Linked DNA regions of Capra hircus: region 2 is linked to region 1. The links are chromatin contacts, called in public Hi-C maps. All regions are on one chromosome and are shown on one strand. Each heading gives the region's core, a stretch centred on a gene start, on an enhancer-like site or on the middle of the called end of the contact. The rest is flanking DNA. Distances are from core to core; before and after follow the strand shown. Region 1 has its middle 18 kb from the start of MAD2L1. Region 2 has its middle 9.5 kb from the start of FABP2.

What was found. A called contact is a pair of places that touch in the nucleus more often than the background predicts.
Region 2: a contact with region 1 is called in a Hi-C map of blood, with 6 times the contacts expected there. The contact joins two enhancer-like sites. A contact is called at or near these places in 2 of 5 Hi-C or Micro-C datasets (blood and liver).

Annotation. Positions count from the first base shown.
Region 1 is chr6:5,795,410-5,801,322 of ARS1.2, forward strand. No RefSeq gene overlaps it. Among named protein-coding and RNA genes, the nearest start is that of MAD2L1, 18 kb to the left of the region's middle. Within about 2 kb of position 2,557, at least 3 of the 5 cell types and tissues checked have an H3K27ac peak or open chromatin away from gene starts, as enhancers often do.
Region 2 is chr6:6,424,584-6,430,496 of ARS1.2, forward strand. No RefSeq gene overlaps it. Among named protein-coding and RNA genes, the nearest start is that of FABP2, 9.5 kb to the left of the region's middle. Within about 2 kb of position 3,133, at least 1 of the 5 cell types and tissues checked has an H3K27ac peak or open chromatin away from gene starts, as enhancers often do.

The DNA of each region.
Region 1 (5,913 bases), core at 1,307-3,806:
AAGCAGGCTAACCACACTCTGCTTCCATGCAAGGGAAAGATCTCAAACTTCTTTAAAAACTAGTTAGATACAGATATATCAAGTAGATGCCTAGACATGGATATGATTTCTATCTGAAGGGCAGTCTCCTTGTCTATGTGCAGAAGTTAGTGGTTTTAAAAATTGAGTCAGTAATACCAAAATAGTTCATGTCTAAAATACCATTCTTGGATTGCTGTACGCAACCATAATAATCAATACAGCTCTGTGGAAACCAACTCAAAGTTTCCAGATCTTAAAAAGGAAATTTGTAGGCAATGATTATCTACCATGTGCCAAGCACCAATGAATGCTTTACATCTGTTCAGTCTCATTCCTTCTAGGAGACCAGAGGGTGGGGCTCGTGAGGAAGTGAGAGACTTGGGCTGCAGCCTGTGACCTTGGGAACTGCTGAGGGGACATGGGAAGGGCCATGGAGCAAAGAAAAGGATGAGGTCTGAGTCTCCAGTGACAAGCCCTCTGCAGTAAGCCTCAGTTCAGGACTGCGAGGAGAGAAGAGTGTGGAAAGAGAAGGGCTGGATCCAAAATGAAGGTTTCATAACTACTGATCCCTAGAAGGTAACCATGAAGGAACACTGAGTAGGTAGGAAGAGTCCTTCGTAGAATATCTTTAGCTCAACTTGTAGATAGGAATGGGCCCTGGCATCAGAATCCTCAGAACAAACTCTTCATTTTACACCTGTAAAAAGTGAGATTCAGGTAGGGTAAGTAATTTGCCCAACTTCAAACATCCTGAATACATTCCCAGACCTGACTCCAAAACCAATATTCTTTCTACTGTACCTCATTGCCTCTCAGAGACTAGGGAACAAGGAAGAGCTCCCCTGCTCCAGTGTCCATCTCAGCCAAGGAGACGTGCCACATGAATCTAACCCCAGGCTGGAGAAGAGAAAACTCACAGCCACAATATTTGACTGTCGAGGTGCATTAACTTTTTAAAAAACCTTTTCATAATAAGCTATCACTGAATGTTTGTAAACACAGAGCGTTTTGCTGTGTACCAGCAGCATTTTCTTCTATCAACATTCTCTTCTGTCATTCTTTCACTTGTTTTTGTACCAAGTGCTGTGTTGGAATTTGGGTTTCTACTTTATGGGTTTTAACCAGTTTGAGAAACAGACACAGAAAATAGGAAGAGGTTGAAATGTACTTATCACTACCTATACTATGGGGTTCCTGTTAATGCTGGGTAGGAGGATGAGGCTTAGACTTAAGGCAGAAACAGGTTTGCTCCTCTTCCTGCATGAATGAACCGTGAACACTCAGAGCACTTCCATCCTGCTCACTCAAGCCCCTAGTGTGGGAATAAGAGGGCCTGCATCCTGAATTCCCAGGGCAGAACTAGAAAGCACCTTACCTGAGCTCCCGTAAGTCTCAGGAAGTGTTCCTCTTTGTTGTTGGGATGGTGTGAGAGAAAGTGGAGAGAGGAGCCCCTAACATTTCTCCAGTCCCAGTTCCCATCAGCAGGATCAGAACAGCAGCCTGGAGGCGGAGCAAGGCGCATCCCTCCCAGTGCTGGCCGGGTTTTCACCCTTCTGTCATAGCACACTGTGCTCCACTCGCATCATGCCAGTTATCTGGCGCCCAGTCCTTCCAGGCATCTGTGTGAAAATAATATTCATGGTGATGGCGATAAGCATTTTTTTTTTACTTTGGTAATTATGTATTTTAATATGTATTCAGAAAAATATATAACACATTTTAACATACGAGCTAAAGATTTTTAAGTACACATAACATTTTTTTTTAAGCATTAGTGTGGGTGATAGGCAAATAAAGAAAAGTCACGAAGGCAACGTGTATATGAAGGGAGGCTGGGAGGCGATGTCCTGAGCCATGCCCTCATGAGGTCAGATCAGACGTAAGCCAGGGTGGCCGTCCCTAAGCGGGGCAGGCTGCGTGCTCACAGGGCTGCGTGCTGTCACCATCCGGCACTCTGCTCCTGGCTGCACAAACCTCCCCATTGGAACTACTGACGGGCATTTCACTCTTTGCCCACAAAAGACTCTAGCAGCATATGAGTCAGACAGGATTCCATGCAGCACCATAAACTCAAAATTCACTCCCTATTCTATTCTTATCACTAATTATGTCCTAGCATGCTGTCCAAAATACATCAGCAGACTTTATGAAATGAACACAAAGACTGGATCAACAACGGAAAAACGCTCCAAATTCAAACAATAGGAAGCTCTTATTATTTGACTTCCTCAAAACTAACTCTCCCTGCGAATAAAAGACCATAGAAATTAAAGCCCAAATGCCTTCACTCCCAATGTTATGGGCTCAGTATCAGCCAGAGGGTCTTACATAGTTGTCTGGCTTCCTATATCTGCAGCTGCGTCCTAGGCTCTCTTTCATAAGAATGGAGCTTCTTTAAATCCTAATCTCTAGTTGTGTAATGTGGGTCAACACTGCTATTCTCAGCCAAAGAACACGACAGACGACTCGGCTGTGCCTGTGTTGGAGACAGTGAGGGCTTGAGAAGAGCGGGTCCCAGTCCCAGAAGAGCAGGCCAGCCAGCTGTGCCAGAGTCAAATCCACGGTCTGGGATTCTGCTCTCGCTGACCGGAAACTGCCCAACAGCTGTGCTTGTCCATGTTTAATATATGTGTGTACTTCTTCTTTGTGCTTTTTCTTGTTTGGTTTGGGTGGTGCTCGTGCGATCTCCCCATATATGCTGCCTACTTTGTCTCAGAGTAACATGCGAGACATTATTGCCTTCTTAGAAAATTTAGATATTCTAGTTTCTTGTCTCATGCAAGATTGTGGTCTAGAGAAAACCACTACTTCCAAATTCTTCCAACCATATTCTTTCTAGGAGTGAAGTACACTTTTCTCCATGAAAATATGAGGAATGGGGTAGAGACCATCACCCTGCTTCCTTAGCACTATGTTTTTTAACTTAATAATATACATTGCTTTATTTATTCTGATTATTGTGATTGTCATCACTTCCATAAACTTTTCCTTCCTACCTAGGTAGGTTGAGTTGGACCCAGATAGGCAGTAGGTGACCAGAGTCAAAATTAAAATTAAAACACCAGGATCTCAGTAAGACCAGAGGGTCAGGATTACTCTTGTAGTGTTGGTGGGAATGTAAACTGCTTCAACCACTGTGAAAAATAGTTTGAAGGCTTCTTTGAAAATTGAGGACAGCATTTCTAACTGATGCAGCAATTCTATTGGGTTAGCCAAAAAGTTCATTCAGGTTTTTCCATAGCATCTTATAGAAAAAAAGCTGAATGACATTTTTGGCCAACCCAAAACTTTCAGGTATTTGTCTGAAGAAAAGAAAAACACTAATCTGAAAAGATATAGGCACCCCTGTGTTCACTGCAGCATTATTACAACAGCCAAGATATGGAAATGACCGACATGTCCAAGATGGATAAAGATGCTACACACACACACACACACACACACGCACGCACGCACCAGAAGAGTAGGCAGCCATAAGTGAAGGAAGCCTTGCCCTCTGGACGACATGGATGGAGCTCGAAGGCATTCTGCTAAGTGAAATAAGACAGGTGAAGATAGACAAATACCATATAATTTCTCTTACATGGAATATAAAAAAACAAAAACAAAACTCATAGATTCAGAGGACAGACTGCTGGTTACCAGAAGGGAAGGGGTTAAAGGAGGGTGAAATGAAGGAAGGGGATCAAGTGTATGGTGATGGCTGGTTACTAGACTTACTGATTTCTTTGTACTGTATGCCAAAGTTGATTTATAATATTGTCTACCTGAAGCTTGTATGAATATGATATACTAATTTTACCTCAATTTTAAAAAAAAAAAATTTAAGAAAAAGGAACAGAAGGATTCAAAAGTTTAGCAAGACTTTAAGGAGATTCTAGATATCACAGATTAAATCCAAAAGTTAGTATTCCAAAAGGTGGGCCATCGAAAACATAAAACACAAGCGTAAGCCAAAAAAGAAAAACCTAAACCTGAACTTCAGGGCAGAAACTTTGCTGTTTCCCTCCTTCCTGTCTTGGCAGGATCTGACTGATCGTTAGTGTAAGGAGAAAGACTGCAGCTGCGGAGGGAAGTGGTGCCAAGAGTTGCAGCTGCAGAAATTTCTTGCTTTCGTTTTTTCACTTTAAATGTGTAAAATTAATACATATGCAAGTTAAAAAAAAAAATCCAACAGTACAGAGTTGTGCCAAATGAAAAGTTCTCTACCTGACCTCATTCTCCCACTCCCCATATCTAAGTCAGCTCCCCACATTTAAAAACTTTTTTATTCTGCTGCTGGTTATTACCATACCTCTGAAACTTGTTAGTTCGTCCACCTCTTGTTCATCAACTTTAGATAGTATCTACTGAGAGATGATAAATTTAGTTCATATTTCTTTATCCATTGCTAAGGTTTTCCATTTATAGTATTTTGGTTCTTCTGGTGGTTAGCTATAACTTTAAATAATATGCTTAGTCTCCGTATTTTGTTACATCAATTTTAGATAGCGTATCTTGACAAGGTGAGAAGAATTTGTGCCTGAAATAAACTTCCACATGTATCTGCTGCCTTTAACGTTCAAAATTCCTTTTTCTTACATGATCAATGTCAATATTAGATTCTCTTTTATAGTTATTATTGTCTTCCAAGTTTTATTTATATGCTGATTCTATAAACTGAAATAGCAATTACATTACTGCATTATGAATTACTACTTACTCAAATATTGAATAACTTTATTTATTGAGAAAAATAAGGTAATCTACATGATAAGATGGAAAGATGAATGTTCCAAGTGTCAAGGTCAAATCGGATTCCTTAAACTCAATCTTCAAGACTTTCAAATAACTTATTCATTTAGGCAATGATACTATGACCAACCTAGACAGCATATTAAAAAGCAGAGACATTACTCTGCCAACAAAGGTCTGTCTAGTCAAAGCTATAGTTTTTCCAGTGGTCATGTATGGATGTGAGAGTCAGACCATAAAGAAAACTGAGCATTGAAGAATTGATGCTTTTGAACTGTGGTGTGGGAGGAGGCTCTTGAGAGTCCCTTGGACTGCAAGGAGATCCAGCCAGTCCATCCTAAAGGAAATCAGTCCTGAATATTCATTGGAAGGACTGATGCTGAAGCTCAAACTCCAATACTTTGGCCACCTGATGGGAAGAACCGACTCTTTGGAAAAGAACTTGATGCTGGGAAAGATTGAAGGCAGGAGGAGAAGGGGACGACAGAGGATAAGATGGTTGGATGGCATCACTGACTTGATGGACATGAGTTTGAGCAAGCTTCAGGAGTTGGTGATGGACAGGGAAGCCTGGCATGCTGCAGTCCATGGGGTCACAAAGAGTTGGACACGACTGAGCCACTGAAATGAACTGACCTTTAATTTCTAAGAAATCTTTCTTCTCTGATTATTCTTGTTTCCTAACCACTGATTATTTGGGTTCTTGACCTGCAGATGTTAAGTTTGGTAGGGCAGGTAGTTTAATCAATTTTTTTTTCAGTTCTCTAAAGTAGAGAGACTCCTGTTTTCTTCAGGAGTCAATTTAAATCTGTTCCACTTGGACCTTCTTATTTTTTGCTGTTGGTTTCTTCTAAATGTTATGGTTTTTTTCATACACATGCATGATGAAAAAGATTAATACTGGTTGCATAACTTTCAACTGTGCTATCAGACCTCTCCCGTGAATGAAAATGTGGATGGCAGGGTTTATGTACATATAAGCTAGTACTATAGGCCCTATGTGTCCACCGGTTTCACATCCACGGATTCAACCAACCTAAGATAAAAAAGTGTTCCCCTCAAAATTCCAGAAAATTCCAAAAAGCAATATTTAAATTTGCTGTGCACTGGCAACTATGTGAATATTTACTATGTAATATTTATACTTACCTTGCATTT
Region 2 (5,913 bases), core at 1,883-4,382, 630 kb after region 1:
CTCTCTTGCTTTTTCCATGATCCAGTGGATGTTGGCAATTTGATCTCTGTTTCCTCTACATTTTCTAAAACCAGCTTGAACATCAGGAAGTTCATGGTTCACATATTGCTGAAGCCTGGCTTGGAGAATTTTGAGCATTACTTTACTACCGTGTGAGATGAGTGCAATTGTGCGGTAGTTTGAGCATTCTTTGGCATTGCCTTTCTTTGGAATTGGAATGAAAACACCTTTTCCAGTCCTGTGGCCACTGCTGAGTTTTCCAAATGTGCTGGCATATTGACTGCAGCACTTTCACAGCATCATCTTTCAGGATTTAAAATAGCTCAACTAGAATTCCATCACCTCCACTAGCTTTGTTCGTAGTGATGCTTTCTAAGGCCCACTTGACTTCACATTGCAGGATGTCTGGCTCTAGATGAGTGATCACACCATCGTGATTATCCGGGTCGTGACGATCTTTTTTGTACAGTTCTTCCATGTATTCTTGCCACCTCTTCTTAATATCTTCTGCTTCTGTTAGGTCCAGACCATTTCTGTCCTTTATCAAGCCCATCTTTGCATGAAATGTTTCCTTGGTATCTCTAATTTTCTTGAAGAGATCTCTAGTCTTTCCCATTCTGTTGTTTTCCTCTATATCTTTGCATTGATTGCTGAAGAAGGCTTTCTTATCTCTTCTTGCTATTCTTTGGAACTCTGCATTCAGATGCTTATCTTTCTTTTTCTCCTTTGCTTTTCGCTTCTCTTCTTTTCACAGCTATTTGTAAGGCCTCCCCAGACAGCCATTTTGCTTTTTTGCATTTCTTTTCCATGTGGTGGTCTTGATCCCTGTCTCCTGTACAATGTCACGAACCTCAGTCCATAGTTCATCAGGCACTCTATCTATCAGATCTAGGCCCTTAAATCTATTTCTTACTTCCACTGTATAATCATAAGGGATTTGATTTAGGTCATATCTGAATGGTCTAGCGGTTTTCCCTACTTTCTTCAATTTAAGTCTGAATTTGGTAGTAAGGAGTTCATGATCTGAGCCACAGTCAGCTCCTGGTCTTGTTTTTGCTGACTGTATAGAGCTTCTCCATCTTTGGCTGCAAAGAATAGAATCAATCTGATTTCCGTGTTGACCATCTGGTGATGTCCATGTGTAGAGTCTTCTCTTGTGTTGTTGGGTGTTTGCTATGACCAGTGCATTTTCTTGGCAAAACTCTATTAGTCTTTGCCCTGCTTCATTCCACATTCCAAGGCCAAATTTGCCTGTTACTCCAGCTGTTTCTTGACTTCCTACTTTTGCATTCCAGTCCCCTATAATGAAAAGGACATCTTTTTGGGGTTCTAGTTCTAAAAGGTCTTGTAGGTCTTCATAGAACTATTCAACTTCAGCTTCTTCCGCGTTACTGGTTGGGGCATAGACTTGGATTACTGTGATATTGAATGGTTTGCCTTGGAGATGAACAGAGATCATTCTGTCGTTTTTGAGATTGCATCCAAGTACTGCATTTTGGACTTTTTTGTTGACCATGATGGCTACTCCTGATTACTGTAATAATCTCTAAAAACCCTTTTTCAACACAGCAGTCAGAATGATCCTTTAAAAATCAAAATCAGATGAGGTTACTCTTCTGCACAAAATATTGCAATGTCTCTCATTTCTTTTACAGAAAAAGCCAATGTCCTAAAATGGCCTATAAGACCCTAGGCGATCAGATCTCCTTATTACCTATCTTACATGGGTTCCTTTTCATGGACTATCTGGGGGAAGAATGTTTCAAGTGGAGGAAATACCCTAGAACAAAGGCCTTAAGGCAGGAGCAGGCTTGTAAATTTGAAGAACACAGATTATCTTGTAAGAGTCTCCAAGGTCATCTAGAGATTATAAAAAATGTGACCAATGCTCAGGAAATATAGGCTGACTCAGCCTTCTTAAAACTCAGGAATGATGTGGCAAAAAGGGAATGGGTTTTAGAATCACATAGACTTATCCAAACTCTTATCTTTCCCATTACGGACTAAAATTCAAGTTCTGAGCCTTAATTTTTCTCACTTGAAAAACAGGGAAAAGTAGCAATGATTTTCTGATGTGGTATCAACTGAGGTATTATATACAAAACATCTACCATAGTGCTCAGCACATAGCTGGTACACAATAAATGTTACCAAGTAATACGCCCCTGTGCCCTTCTCTTGCAGAGAAAACAGAGCAAAGTCTAGCTGGAGGAGACAAGGTAATTCTTTTCTTAACATAGAAATCACGAGGCCTGTGTGGTAGATGGCCCCTAGCTGGTGGATGAGAACTCTTAGTTCTGGTTCAAGCTGTGACAACTAGATGGGCACTTGGGGCCAGTCATTTCATCTCTTCGGAATTTAGTTCAATCATCTTTAAAATGAGCTAACTAGACCTCTATTGCTAAGATACAGTCCTGAGATCCTGTTTCCGAAAAACAGTCAGGGACTCTGCCCTAAATACCCCCCTGGTATGCAGCCCAGGGACGTGCTGCAAGGACAGAGGGTGGGGTGGTGAGAGGAAGACGTCTTCCAAAATCTTAAGCTTGCTGGCTTCATGGCTGTGTGACCTGTGCAGGCCCAGGAAGGCTGGGTGCTTCATCGGATGCTCTGCTGCGAGAGTCTCAAAATTCTCAATAATGTTTGAACGAGATGTGCATTTTCATTTTATAGTGAGACCTGCAAATTATGTGGTCAGTCCTGTTCCTAGGAGATGAGTATGAATAAGTAAGATATTTTTCTATCATTAATTAGAGACTGGCAGCAAGACACCCCTGGTGGGTGAGATAGTTGTCTGGGGCAGAACAGAAGTGGGAGGGGGTTTTGATGGGATCAAGAGGGAAGGGTGATGATGGATGCACTTTTCCAAGTACAGCTGACCCGTGAACAACAGTAGGGGTTAGAGGTGCCACCCACCTCCTAGGTGAAGATCCAAGTATTACTTTACAGTTGGCCCTGAATATGTACTGCTCCGCGAACTCAACCAACCGATCATATATAGTATGTATTTATTTAAAAAAATTTCGTGTATAAGTAAATCCACGTAGTGCACACCTGTGTTGTTCAAGGCTAAACTGTACTCCGAAATGTTTCTTGACCTTCTGCACCTTGCTTCCTCTAAACTACAGCACAAGACTGCCATCTAGTGGCCAAAGACATGAATTCTTTCAAAGATTTCCAATGTGAGGCCTTCGCATTTCAGCACCTACAGGGTGTTCCAGAAAAATCTGACATACTATACTGTGTAGTTTGTAATATTAAATGCTTTCCTCAGTTTCAACTTCCAAAATAATCAGAAGTAATATGAAGACCCCTTTCCTGTTTTCCTGAACAATTCCCTAAGGTTGCTTTCATCTGTTCAATAAGAAATGATTTTTAAAATTTTTAAAAAGTACTAGTAGCAAGTATTCAATGATGAACACCACTGGTCATTAACAATGTCATAAAACTGATTCAAATGCTCAGGTTACTCCTGGGTCTGAATCAGAATACCCAGAACACCATCATCTTCAAAACTGGATGGTCATTTAGGGGTAGGGTTAGGCTTTCATTCAGTCTGTGCTAATATGTAGGGTGATATTCAGGCTCAATGACCCATGTCCAGGCTACTGGCTGGAACAGGCATTACTGAACAATTAACTGGAAAAGAACTGTAAGCAACGCAGCAATAGAAGATGAACAAGTGAGGAGCCTGGAGCACATCAACAGTCACAGTGTCCCAGGGGGCTTCTCTCATCCATAAGCATCCCCACTGAGAACTCCACCAGATCAAAGGGTTACCGAGGTCCTCCCTGCTAGATTGCCAGGAAGAAAAGAGGGAGCTCAAATACTCATCCAGTGATTAGCGCTTAGGACCCCTGTGCAGGGAGAAGACCAGCAAACATCTAAAGAAGGGCGAGAAAGTTCTCCCAGGATCTCCGCCCAGTGTTAAGACCACATCCCTCAGATTACAGGTGGCGTTAACTGGTTCTTTTCAAACAATTCAGATATACTCACTGCACTGACTGGAGAAAAATATCTGAGCGCCAAACAACAATACTCTCTCTCCACTCAAAAACAAGAGAGTCCTTTAGGGAGAGGAGTCTTTACTTAATGCCATGTCTTGCTTTGTTTTGGATAATTTTTTTAAACAAGACCTCAAGATAAGAAGGATATCAAAGCATATAAATGTGACGTTGAACTTCTTCTCTTTAACACATCCTTAGGGCAGAAAAACCTGAGTGAGGATGGGGCTTATTTCACACTTCCAGTCGCCACTAAGTATTCATCCTGTGTTCCCACAGCATGACATGCTACTATCACACAATTTTTCTGCATTCAGTTTGCTTGTCTCCTCTAGTCTGAGTTCCATTAGGGTGAAGATAGAGTCTTGTATCTATACTCCTACCCCCACTATATCCCTTTAACACACAGTAAATATTAATAACTGCAAAGGAGTGAATGAATGGAACATGCTGAACAGCCTCAGCCTTAGCAAGCCAGCCTTTCCCATCCAGCATTCTGAGTCCTTACACACAGAACCTCTACTGAAGCAAACAGCCTTAGCTGTTCCTGTACACAGATAAGCTTATTCTGAACTAGATCAACCCTACCTAGGTCCTAACAGATTAGGCCACTAGCTCCAAGAGCAGTCAATCTATATACTTGAGACCAGTCTATAAGAACTTTGTCTTAGACCAGTAATTCTAACTAGTTAAACCAGCTAAGGTCTCATTCTTGGGAATCTGACTTAAACACACAAGAAAGTCACCAGCTAGTAACAATGGATGGTAGAGGGGAATGAAGTTTGCCACCCCCAAAATATATCTCTTTGGCGTAAGGATTAATTCAGATTGATAATTTCTAAGAAACGAGAGTTAGAAAGTCTTTCTACTTTGCTCTTGGCTGCCTAAAATATTTAAATAAAGGGCTTATTCCCAAAATAGAGATATCACCAGGAATATCTGCAAAGAATATGGGCTAGGTGTGATGGGGGAAATTCTGTGGGGCCACTCAATGTCTCAATGTCTCATCTTCTCTGCGTGGCCAACAAACATTTGTTTATCAAACATGTGCTTTTTCATCTTCATGAGAACTGTCTCACTTCCCTTTTAAGTTCCAACATCCTCTTTCATCGGAGAAGGCAATGGCACCCCACTCCAGTACTCTTGCCTGGAAAATCCCATGGATGGAGGAGCCTGGTGAGCTGTAGTCCATGGGGTCGCTGAGAGTTGGACACGGCTCAGTGACTTCACTTTCACTTTTCACTTTCATGCATTGGAGAAGGAAATGGCAACCCACTCCAGTGTTCTTGCCTGGAGAATCCCAGCGACGGCAGAGCCTTGTGGGCTGCCGTCTTTGGGATCGCACAGAGTCGGACACGACTGAAGCGACTTAGCAGCAGCAGCAGCATCCTCCTTCATCTCTCGCTGAAGGTGGTATTTAAGGTGAAGGTTTTGGCCTTTTGGCAAGTTACTCCATTTCCCTAGGTATGAAGAAGTGAAAGTGTCAGTCACTCAGTCGGGTCTGACTCTTTGTGACCCCATGAACTGTGGCCTACTAAGCTCTTCAGTCCATGGACTTCTCCAGGCAAGAACACTGGACTGGGTGGCCATTCCCTTCTCCAGGGATCTTTCTGACCCAGGGACTGAGCCTGGGCCTCCTGCATCCCAGGCAGATTCTTTACCATCTGAGCCACCAGGGAGGCCCTCTTCTATGTGTGCAAGTTATTTACTTTCTGTCTGACTTTCTCTTACTAACCTATCCCATGTCAATTTAATTCTCAGTCCAGCCAGAACCAAAATGGGTAGAGGAAAATTTCCTCCTCCCAGACAATGAGCCAAAGGAGAAAGGCATAGAGGAAAGACAGACGACAGAGGACATGAGGTAAAAGGAATCACAGTGAGTTCTAGTAAACAGAACCTAGATGGAAGAAAA